3 separate regions of the Zea mays genome follow, and regions 2 and 3 are each linked to region 1. Evidence: chromatin contacts called from public Hi-C data. All regions are on one chromosome and are shown on one strand. The core of a region is the stretch at or near the end of the contact, and the rest is flanking DNA. Distances in the headings are between cores, read along the strand shown.

The links. Hi-C and Micro-C count contacts between places; a contact is called where the count stands out from the background.
Region 2: a contact with region 1 is called in a Hi-C map of endosperm, with 2.9 times the contacts expected there. The contact joins the promoter of LOC100283530 here to the promoter of LOC100384258 in region 1. A contact is called at or near these places in 2 of 25 Hi-C or Micro-C datasets (bundle sheath and endosperm).
Region 3: a contact with region 1 is called in a Hi-C map of leaf, with 2.8 times the contacts expected there. The contact joins the promoter of LOC100284440 here to the promoter of LOC100384258 in region 1. A contact is called at or near these places in 3 of 25 Hi-C or Micro-C datasets (bundle sheath, leaf and tassel).

The regions. Positions count from the first base shown.
Region 1 is chr4:200,879,613-200,883,576 of Zm-B73-REFERENCE-NAM-5.0, forward strand. It overlaps LOC100384258, which reads left to right and starts at 1,708. Exons shown (of 4, transcript NM_001176824.1): 1 at 1,708-2,896; 2 at 2,977-3,109; 3 at 3,193-3,277. The coding sequence starts at 1,917.
Region 2 is chr4:201,250,329-201,254,292 of Zm-B73-REFERENCE-NAM-5.0, forward strand. LOC100283530 reads right to left here and starts at 1,860. Exons shown (of 2, transcript NM_001371946.1): 1 at 1,420-1,860; 2 at 197-1,275. The coding sequence starts at 1,704. The coding sequence ends at 448.
Region 3 is chr4:201,140,863-201,144,826 of Zm-B73-REFERENCE-NAM-5.0, forward strand. LOC100284440 (protein binding protein) reads right to left here and starts at 1,663. Exons shown (of 3, transcript NM_001157335.2): 1 at 1,186-1,663; 2 at 814-1,070; 3 at 1-711. The coding sequence starts at 1,405. The coding sequence ends at 259.

The DNA of each region.
Region 1 (3,964 bases), core at 458-2,957:
GGCCTTTGTGGCCTCCTCAACGGGGAGTAGGTTTGCAAGAACCGAACCTCGGTAAAACAAATCCACGTGTCACACTCTTCATTCGCTTGCGATTTGTTTTTCCACCCTCTCTCGCGGACTCGTTTCTTTATTACTAACGCTAACCCGGCTTGTAGTTGTGTTTATATTTGTAAATTTCAGTTTCGCCCTATTCACCCCCCCTCTAGGCGACTATCAGTTCTCCACATGTAGATGAGTGTTATCGTCATAGATATGATGTTTGTCATCAATCTTTGTTTCTAAACATCCTATTAGTTATTATTTTTTGCAGGTGCTTCTCCCCAAGAATCCATTTGCTCCAACATTACATTTTAAAACACCCATTGAAGCTCAATGTCCGCCTAAGTCCATATATGCAATTCATGATAGCAAGTTCTTCTGTTTATTGGCAACACCCTAGTGGAATGTCGCCTCCATGGCCACCGCAGAGCGGTGGTGACCGAAGAGATAGCGGCAGAGGCGTCCCTCGTGGGCTCTACTCCTATCTTGAGGTATGAAGTCTTTATCTTATGAGATGAGATAAGAGCCTGTGTTATTGTTCCAGTATAAGGTTTATAACGACATTGGTTGTACCATCTGTTTTTGCGGTAACTTATTTTTTTTATCATGCAATGCATGTGACTTGAAACTTTATGTTAGCCTTGTGTTGCTTTCTGCCTTAATGCACCTGTAGCAGTGTACTGATGACATTCTTGTGGACTCTAAAGTTTTGTTCGTCTAGAATGGTAATTTTGTTGTCATTCATCTTAGTGCAACTGACGCTAGATTTAGAATGGTAATTTTGTTGTCATTCATCTTAGTGCAAGTGACGCTAGAGTACATCTAGCATCTGTTTCTAATTTACAGGTTTCTATATTTTTGGAAAAAGGTTAAACGTCTGGCATAGAGTATATTGCTACTTAACAATAACATTCAAATGTTGTTGTATGGCACCAACGCTTCATGGTAACATATAGTATATTGCTACTTAAAATGATTGTCATAACATCCATTTAAATGATATATAGAAACCATAACAACGCACGAACACCTAACTATCATATATAGAAGTCTGCATAGTATTTATGGTTGCAATGTAATGGTCTTTTACAACACATGTACACCCGCCTAGTATATCATATATATATATATATATATATATATATATATATATATATATATATATATATATCCCATGAATCATGTTGAAAACAAGCAAATCCCACCTATTTACCATAAAAACAAATCCAATTTGCAACCAGAAATTGAGGCCCCACGAGGGCGATTGTAAAATCGCAGTCCACCCGATCACGGAGCAAGTCAAGACCCCATGTGGAGAGTGGGAGGAAGCGTAGTCCACGGTCCACGTCCATACCAGATGGTCCGACCCAAATTAAGTAGCCCCACTAATTGCGGCGCCAACAATCATCGACGACCGAACCCCACAGCCAAATTTCCCGGAATACCCTTCGGCCGGACTCGATACGCATCAGGCGTGAGCGATGTGAAGGGAATAAATAAGCGCTGGAAAGGAGGGACTGATTGGAGATTTCCACCAATAGGATCACGCGTCACGTAACCCCCGCGTAGGGCCACACATGCACACGCGAATGGCGAACCCACCACCGATTAAGCCCTCCAGAAGGAAAATTAAACCAGGAAATTATCGATTGCTTCTGTCAGTGTGTGCGTGTTTTGTTTCTAGTGATAGCTTTGCTCTTGCTCGCTCTCCTCGCCTGGGCGACTGGACTCCGTGTGCGCCTCCTCCTTCATCCACTGCGCCATCTCCTCCAGCTGCAGCAGGCCGGCGCGGCGTTGCCTCCGCTTGCTCCCCCCTCGCGCTCGCCGCCGGCATTCCGGCAGTTCCAGCTCCGGACGTTCCAGAGTGTAGCGCCGCGATGGGTGACCCGAGCGCCTCCGCCGACCCCGCCGCCGCGCGCCACCACCTCTCGCCACAGCTCGCGGGGCAGCCGCCGGTGCCGCGCTCGCCGGCCCCGCTCGACCTGGCCTCCGCCGCCGCGGCGTCCGGGCACCGCCGCCTCTCGCCGTCGCTCCGGCCGCCGGCGCACCCGCAGGCGCGCCTCCCGTCGCCCTACGGCCAGATCTCTTCGCCAGGCGCCGCCGCGCACCACGCGCTCTCGCTCTCCCAGCCGCTCTTCTTCTCGCTCGACTCGCTCCCGCCGCCGCCGCCGCCGTACGCTGATCTGGGCGCCGCGCCCGCCGTGCCGGCGCCCTCCCCGCCGCCGTCGACCTCGGACCCGCCGCCGCCGCTCGGCCTGCCGCCCAGGAGGTCCGGCCACCGCCGCTCGCAGAGCGACATCCCCTTCGGCCTCGCGCAGCTCAGCCCGCCGCTGCCCCCGCCGGCACCGGTCAAGCGCGAGGTCGCCACTGCGGCCGAGGGCGGCGACGGCGATGACGCCGCCTTCTTCGACCTCGTCAACGCCTACATGGACCTGGACGGTCTGGACCCGCTCAACTCCTCTGAGGACCGCCACGACGACCGCGACAGCCGCGCCAGCGGCACCACGCGCGCCGGGAGCGCGGCGGAGAGCAGCGAGAACGAGGCGGAGAGCCAGTCCACGTCGGCGGACAGGAAGGACGGGGGCAAGTCCCGCCATTGTCGCAGCCTGTCCATGGACAGCTTCATGGGCAAGCTCAACTTCGCCGCAGGGGATGAGTCTCCAAAGCTGCCGCTGCCGTCTCCTCGTGCCAGTGGCAGCCTCACTAGGAGCGGGAGCGGCTCACTGGAAGGTGGTGCTGTCGCGCTGTTTGACATGGAGTTCTCCAATGGAGAGTTTACTGAGTCCGAGAAGAAGAAAATCATGGCGAATGAGCGGCTTGCTGAGATAGCTTTGACGGATCCTAAGAGGGTCAAGAGGTGTGCATTTCTTCATATACTGGGTAAATTTCTCTCATTTCCTGAAATTGGGCATTCTGACTCGTGGGATTTTTTTTCAGGATTCTGGCAAATCGGCAGTCAGCAGCAAGGTCAAAGGAGCGCAAGATGAGGTACATTCAGGAGCTTGAGCATAAGGTGCAAGTGCTGCAGACAGAGGCTACGACACTCTCAGCACAGTTGACAATGCTGCAGGTTTGTTCTCTAGAGCTGCTGGGGATTTCGATTCAACCTCTAATGTGATGTTTTTAAGTTGACCTTGCTGTGCTTGTTTGCAGAGGGACTCAGCTGGACTGGCTACTCAGAACAACGAGTTGAAAATTAGGCTGCAAGCCATGGAGCAACAAGCACAGCTGAGAGATGGTAAGCTTGTTGTGATACTCATCTGCATTGGCCCCATGTTTCCTAGTGGCAATGGATAAAAGCAAGAATTTCTTGCTTCAAAAGCTAACAAATGACTAATGTACCTTGCTTTGGTCATTCGGTTGGATTTCCAAAATTCAGTTGCCAAGTTGCTCATAGAAGTTCCTTATGCATGGATTGCTTGCTGTTGTAAATCTTGTGACAGTATTTTTGTTTTGTTTTGTGGTTGACGCATCTCGTTCTTCAGATTAATGTTAGTATAGAGTATAGCCATTTGGAGTTTTTCCATGTGGGATATAATAAACTTCTGGGTTGAGTTTTGGTATTACTTAAGCTGCATACATAACAATGTACTTTGTACATCACAACCGGCTGCATATGCTAAGTTCTACAGCCTTTTTGTGCTGACACTACATCCAATCTAACATGAAAAAAAATCTGATTTGTTAACTCTTCGTTGATCATCAATTTTAGAGTTAAACTCATTACGAGACCTATGACACTGCTTCTGTTAATGCTAGTATGTGAAAATGGCCAGAGTGAAACCCACCTGACATAATTTGTCAATTACTAGGTACATCCATAAATTTCTTTTGGTCATAGGCTTTTGATATGGACCATGAAACGGGCTGTTAGTTCCAGATTGGCTGGTAACATCAAATTTGATTATTTGATGGATGATCAGAA
Region 2 (3,964 bases), core at 610-3,109, 370 kb after region 1:
TTCTTCGTGAAGATGCTTCATCTCAATTTTAACTAAAAAACATCAAATAAATATACTAAGAAATAATGTCATCAATAAAAAATCTAATAATACTCATTTAGTATTATAAATATTATTATTTTCTTATTTAAATTAGATAAATTTTGAGATAGTTTGGCTGTCTAAAAATTAGAATAGCTCATAAAATTGAAGTGGCTTAAAGAAAATATTAGTCTACTGTGCATAAGTTAACCTCTAGTTTTATGGTACAGAAAGGATACTCGGTACTTGCAGTAATATGAGATCAACTACATAAACACTGGAGATTTTTACATAGGATCGGTCAGTAAATCCCCACATAATTAGAGATTTAGAGCTCACATCCTAGTTTAACCTGTAATATAGTTACCTAGTACCATTAGTAAGTGTAATACTAATTTACTGAGGGCAGATCGACGATTGCTCCCGTCACCTCGAGTCGTTGGACCCGTCGTGGTCGCTCCCAGCGCTGCCCGAGCCGTTGCAGGCCCGGAGCGGGTGGTACACAGGCCTGGGCCGGTAAATGGGCCACGACTGCGGCTCCGTGGCGTTGCGCTGCCGCTGCTGGTCGGGACGCGCGTCCACCGGCTCGGCTTTCACCTCCGCTGCGCAGACGCCGGCGTGGTGGTCGCTCTCGTCCCGCATTCGTTTCCGCCCGATGGAGACGCCGAACAGCCTAGCGCCCGCCTTTTCGTCATCCTCGTGATCCGTTCCGGCTGCAGCGGGCGCGGGGTCGGCGCGGCACGAGGGTAGGAGCTCCAGGATCGAAGGGAGCGGAGGCGCCGCGGCGGCATCCGACGACTCGCCGGTGCAGTTCCCGGCGGCCGCCTCCTTGGCGGCGTCCGGCTGCTGAGTGGCGGCGTACTTGGACATGAGGAGGAGGATGTTGTTGCAGAGCTTCTTCATCTGTCCGAGCTCGCGCGCCAGCCGCGCGTTCTCCCGCCGCAACCGCTCGTTCTCCTCGCCCACGTCGCCCGAGACCACCCCGCCGGAGCCCGACCCGGACGGCGCCGGCGGGTGCTGCTGCAGCGACGGGGGCTCCGGGGACGAGCTTGACAGCACCTGCTCCTCGCCGGAGTACACCGGAGAGCCCACGGGCAGCGCCATCGGGATGGCCGCAGCGGCGGCGGCCACCGTGACCGCCCCCGTGGCCGGCGACACCTTCCGGCGGTGTATGTCGCAGAGCAGCCGCTTCTCCCCTCGGCGGAAGCAGTCGTTCGCGAACTCCCACCTGTCCGGCACGATCTTCCTGAACCCCTGCACCCGTGGGATTGGGATACCCCGGATGACAACAAACAGTGAGCGCCACGCGGATAGAGTGATAGACACACTCATACACAGCACGGAAAGAGAGTAAGAGACCGAGACGAAACGATGGATGCAACGGGACGGGGCGCTCACGTAGGTGTTGAGCTGGCGCACGAAGCTGGAGAAGTTGTTGTGCTTGAAGTACTTGGGCAACAGATCGCGCGCGAACTCCGCCGGGCGCCACACGATGAAGGCAGACCCGTCGTCGTTCCACGAGATGATGTCGTCCACCGCCGGGTCGTCCACCAGCTGGTACGTCTTGCTGAGGAACGGCGTGGGCACGGACCTCTGGCCCGCCGCCGCCGTCACGCCCTCCGCCGGCTGCGACGTGGCGGGAGGCGGCTCACCCACCGCGGCGGTGGCATGCTCGGCGGCCATGGCGCCGGTGAACGCGCGGATCTGGCTGGCGGGCACCGTGGGCGCGAGGAGAGAGAGAGAGAGAGAGGAAAGGAAGGAAGGATGGAAGGTGGTGGGTTCTAGAAGTTACCGGTCCCGTAGCGTGTAGAGAAACCAGGGCGGTTAGGATTACGAGCAGGGGCGCGCAGGAGCAGGAGGAGGAGGAGGGAGGCGCTAATATGGCGAGGGCGACCCGCCTCGCCAGCCACTCGTGCCGGCTGCCGGGCAAGACCGACCGGGCGCGGAAGCCAAGTCGCCCGCGTCGCGGGTGGGGTGGGGTGGGGCGACGAAACTGCGAGAAGGTTTCGTTGTTTTTGCCCCCCTGTTCGTTGTTCTGGAAGCTTCAAGCCCAGCGGAGGAATCTTGGGTCGGGTCACGTCTCGTTCGGGCGCCGGTGGGGCCCCCTGGCCATTTTATAAAATCGGAAATTTGTTGGCGCTACCATGGCCAGCGACAGAAACCTTTGCTTGATGCAGTCGTGTAGGATTTGTTTCTGTGGGGACACAGGGATGGTCTGGTGGCTTCCGTACATTAATGGTGCAAGTTAATTTAAGCAAGCGTGACAGCTTTTGTGACTAGTCTACAGACGAAGGAGCGTAGATATTTTTTTTTCTACGACCGACTTTAGATTAAGAAGATTTCTTTCGTCCAAAGCACAGCCTTTTGAGTTGCCGAGTCTGAGATATTTTGCTGATCCTGATCCCCCGACTGCACTAGTAGTCCTGATACGGATAGGTGCTTGGTGGATGGCGCTACACACACGACAGCTGGTCCTTGCTTGGCGGCTTGGCGATGCTGCACTGTTTCCCGTACGGTATAGGGGCGTCCATGTGATTCATGGATGAATTTTGGAACTTTAGGTACTGTGTACACTTGAAAGCCTATGACCGTCCTCCACGGTGCACGACCCCTGTAGTTAAGGATGTAAATGGTCGAAAAAATTCGGTACCGTTTACCGAATTTTTTCGACCATTTTCAGATTTTCGGGATGTACGGAAAACGGGACGGAAACATGATATATTATTACGAAAACGGTACGGTAAACGGTGAGACATATTTACCGTCAATTTTTCGGATTTCTCAGGAAAATCCAGTATTTTCCCGTATTTTAACCGTATTTTCCCGATCCACAAAACAACCAAGGAGGCAAGAACTATACCTCTTAGGGTTTAGGGATTAGGGTTTCAGATGTCATAGAAGATATATCAAGTGATCTAGACGACATGCCACATGATTTCTAGTTTATGTATCATGTGTTTAAGACTTATATACTACGTGGTTAAAACTTCAGTGAACATATATGATTATTTATGTGTGGTCATGACTATGTATTGTGTATTTGTGTTGGTTGAGACTTGTATGTGGATGTGAATAAACAATCGTGTTTTAAGATTTATGTATCGTGTGTTTTAAGACTTATGTGTTGTGTGTTTTAAAACTTCAGTGGATATGTATGCGTGTATGACCAATTATATGTGGACAAGATTGTGTTTTGTGTACTTTTATGAATGAGACTTGTATGTGGATGTGAATGAACAACTGTGTGGTTAGGATTTGTTTATTGTGAGCTTTTCCGATTACAGTTACCGTTTTCGATATACCGGAATTTACCGGTCGTTATCCGTTTTCGACTTTCCCGTTTACCAATTTCGACCGAACAAAAAATTATACGAATGAAAACGGTCAGAGCTTTTTCCGACAATTACCGACTGTTTTCACCCTTACCTGTAGTAGCGTATGTGAAACGTGGAAGAGTTAGAAGCCACGAACCTTAAACCCTAAGTCTTCACAATACGATTATATTTAAACTTGTTAGAAGAATTTTTTAAGATAATACTGTAACATATATCTTTTTATTTACTTGTTTCTTGGTATGGATATTTTTAGATGTGACTTGAGTGTATATATTAGTACCATTTTTATATAACAATAGTTTAAAAGACCTCTATTTTAAATTTTCCCTAGCCCCCCTAAAACCTCTGGACCGCCGTTGCGCCCACAGCGTTTCACGCTACACCAGCTATACTGCAAACGAATTGTACAGTGTTGCGTCGGATGTGGGGGTGTAGCAGTCGACCCCTTCCTAGATATTCCGTACACGGTGGTGTTTATTAGTTGAGGAAAATAGTAATGGATGATGAATACTTATAAAAATAATATTTTATAGTTACAGTGTGGTATAAGGGAGAAATTTAGGTGGAATTGCTGTAGAGAGTGGAAATATAGAGGGAGAGAGATTGAT
Region 3 (3,964 bases), core at 413-2,912, 260 kb after region 1:
CTGCAGTTGTTGCCCCTTTTTTAGTGGATGCATGGAGATCATGCACAATATACTTAATAAAAAGGACATGAGGAAAAAAAAGAAAGAACGAAAGAACAAAAGGGACGGGAAAGCAAAGAATGGCGATTGACAAACATGCACACCATGGCCAAGGTACCGGCCCAGCCGAGCCGAGCCGATGGACAAGCACACATGTGGCGGGAGGAGAGGGGGCCAGGGGCCCACGGCCCAGACAGGCAGGCTGGCGCCTGGAGCCCTCTAGAAGAGCTCCCACTCCAACCGCGGGGACGGCGTGGTGGTGCTCGTCACTGGGGCCGCCGCCGACGTCGACGGCGGCACCGACGACAGGAGGTCGAACGAGTCCCAGCTCGCCGCCGTCTGGGTCTGCGGCGCCGGCGCCGTCGCCGTGGTGGGCGCCGGCGGCTGGAACTGCCGCCGCTGCTGGTTCTGCGGGCGCGGCGGGAGGTGCGCTGGCCGCCGTGTCCTGTTGCTGCTGGGCGCCGCCGCCTTGTTCTTGGCGCGGATGGCGTCCAGCGTCTCCACGTGCCTCTGCACACGCCTCTCCTGCGCCCGCCGCTGCGCCTTGGCGTCCCCGTCGGCGGCGATGGAGTCCAGCTCCACCAGCTCGCGCATCAGCGCCTCCGTCAGCGTCGCCACGTCCGCGTCCACGACCTTGCCGCCCTTGCTCGCGACCGTCTCCAGCGCCGACACCTGCCGATCGAGAGACAGACCAGACAGAGTGACCAACCGACCCATCAGCCAACGCGGCCTGCTGGTCGATCTGGTGGCGACGACGGACGGATGAACACGCACCTTGGTGGCGAGCTTGTCGACGTCGAGGGCGACGCGGGCGATGGCCTTGGCGGCGCGCTCGGCCTTGCTGGTCCGGCGCTCCTCCAGGAGGCGCTTGGCCTTGGCGGCGGGGTCCTCCAGCATCACCATCTTGGACCGGTCCTTGACGCCGGCCATGTCCAGGAACGCCTTGGAGTCCCTCTCCTTGTCCTTGTACACCACCTTCTGGTCGTCCGGGTGCAGGCCCGTCTTCTCCGACACCAGCTTCTTCAGCTCGCCTGCGTTCGTTCGTTCATGACATCACCCGCTCTCCATTCAGTATGTATCGCGTAGATAGATAGATAGATAGATAGATAGATAGATAGATAGTGGCGCCAGCGGCGGCGGCATTACCGAAGGATGCCTGGGAATTGATGTAGATCTCGTGGTAGACGCCGTTGAACTTGACCTTGACGCGGATGGTGGGCACAGGCGGCGGGTCCGCGTCGGGGCTCCGCTTCTGCACCAGCATCCCGCCGGGCCGGACCTCCCACACCTCCTCCTTGGGCACCGCGGCGGCCTCCTTCACCGGCGACAATGCCACCCTCTGCTTCCGGTTCCCGCTCATCATCATCTTGGAGCGACCCTCGATCGGGTACGTACGTACGTACGTGTCTCGAGCGGCGGCCGATCGACCGATCACCCCACCGAGCTCAGGAAAAACACTAGTAGAGGCAATGAATCAGCTGGTGGCAAGCTAGCTGCCTGCTGCTACGCCGGAACCGGAAAAAAATCGGTTCTTGGCCGGAAAACCAGGAGCGAATGCCGGTAAGCTTCGGTTGGAGAAACGAACGAAGAGGAAGGAAGATGGGAGGTCCAAGGAGGAGGAGAGGATACAACTAAGGGGCAGACCGGAGCTGCCCGCACCAGAATATTTATACTGGGGAAGCTAGCTAGCGAAGCAAGCTAGCCATCCACAGTTCGGGGCGCCTCCTCGCGATGAAATGCAATGCAATGGACCGGGTGTGGGGTGCTGTAGCTGTACTGTACTGCGGCGCCCGCACTGTACAACTGGACGCTGAAAAGAACTCCGATGGACTGACTGATCACTGACACTGATGGCGTTGTATTGCCGTCCAACCGGGTCCGGTGGCGGCGTGGCGCCGTGAGAAGGAGCAGAGCAGATCGACGACGCGGGGTGCCGCCGTGCCGGTGCGGCGTCCCCTGGCCCTCCCGGTCGACGCGCGCGTTGGGTGAGGTGGGTGGTTGCGACAGGTGCGCGCGTGGCCGGCCCCGGCCGTGGTTGGTGGCCTCGACCTGCAAGCCTTGCTCGGGACGCCGGGGTCGGTCTCGTCTCGTCTCCTCGCTCTCGTTGCCGGCCTTCGCCTCCAAGCAAGCTCCGAGCAGGACTGCCGGAGCCGGAACCCCAGCCGTCCGTCCGTCCGCCCGTTCCCTCCCCGAACCCGATCCAGGTCCCCGCTTCTCCTACTGCCCGGTTCCGCTTCAGGCTTTCTTTTTTCTTTTTACTTTTCTTTTGCCCTGCGGATGGGACGAGCTGCTTGCTTGCTTCGTGTGCACACCGGACCACTGCGTCGGTCAGCGTGTCCGTGCGTGCGTGCGTGCTGCACCCTTCACGTCGGTTGGGGTGTGCAGGCGGCTGCCACGGCGGGGCGGCAAGTGTCGGTTCCTGGTGAGCCGTGAGCGTATATATGATGGATTCATCCTCGTCATCGATCTGCAGTGCTCATCTATGCGTTTTTTTTTTTTTTGAATCATGGCTTGCAAACTACAACAGCTGGATTATCCATTCAATCATTACTACTCCGGCGGCCGGGTACGTCGTTGGAGCCCATGGATTAGCATCCCAACTCCCAAGTGCTCGATGCCGCTCTTGGATTCGGTGTCGCGTACGGGGCCCCACCTGCCAGTCTTTGGTCGCATCCAGAGTCCCCGTGAAGTGCAAAGGCCAAGGCCCCGGCCCCCGGGACGCCACGCCACCGACAGCGCGCGCGGGCGGGCGTGGGAATCCGTGGGAGCTAGCCTAGACGTCCACAGGATCGGATCGCATTGGCAGCGCGCGCGGACCTGATCGGAAAGAAAGGGACCGCGTAACCCACCCACGCCCTCTGACCCCGACCCCGACCCCGCCGGCGAGGTATGTGGTCGCGGTCCTCACCTCAGCCGCAGCACGGCGACACCGCACCCACCGGCCGTTCTCCGATCCCCGGCGCTGCGCTGAACAGAAGGCGGTGGGTGTCAGCTGTTCCTGACGCCCGAGTCGGACGAGACCGTACCGACGGCGGCTGTTTCGGTCGCTCTCGTCGACCGTCGGCGTCGCGTGCGGCCAAAGCAGGCCACGCACGCACGCACGCACACGGACAAAACAACCAACTTGTCCTCCTCTCGTCTCCGCGCAAGGGAAGAGAAGGGAAGGGAATGGGACTGCAAGTGCAGCCCCCGTTCATGCTACGGCCAGCCTGCAGCTACAGCCTACATTTCCCTTGCCTCAGCTGTCTCGTACTGACCTCACTGCTACGCGACGCACATAAAGCAAGCAAGCAACAAAATTTTAGTTCAGCTGATTTCAGCTGCAAGTGTTTTTCCGTTAGATTTTGTTTGGTGCCTGTGAGCGTCTGCTCCGAGCAACAAAATCTGGGAGATTCTAGAGGAAGAAGGAGATCAGATAGGGAGGGGAATTGAAGTAGTTGTTCGATATATTTCTCAGCCTGAAATCGTTACGGTGCCTGCCTGTTCATAGTATTTAAGTATCAACTATTACAAGGTTGGACGGCCTATTATGCCACCTAGTCCTCTCCTAGAAACTTGGCATTGGGATTCCTGATGCGACGACCCAACTCCAACCCAGCCATGTCCGACGACGACGCCTGCTTCTCGACGCACGGTACCTAGCGATGCTGACAATCCCCCTCCATAAGAAGGCGTTTGTCCCCAAGCGGCTGCCGAAGGAAAACGCTGGCGCAGAGCAGCCTCGTCCTCCCAAGTATCAAGGGCAGCATCATAACCAGACCAGCGCACTCGAACTTATTGGTCGACGTTGTGGCCGCCCCAAGAAAAGGATCGTCGGTCGAGCACATGTATAAGGTAAAGAAGTGCTGACCAGAATAGAAGATTTGACACTGGGCTTCAGCTGGGACACATGGAATACGGGATGGATTGACGGAGATGATGGTAA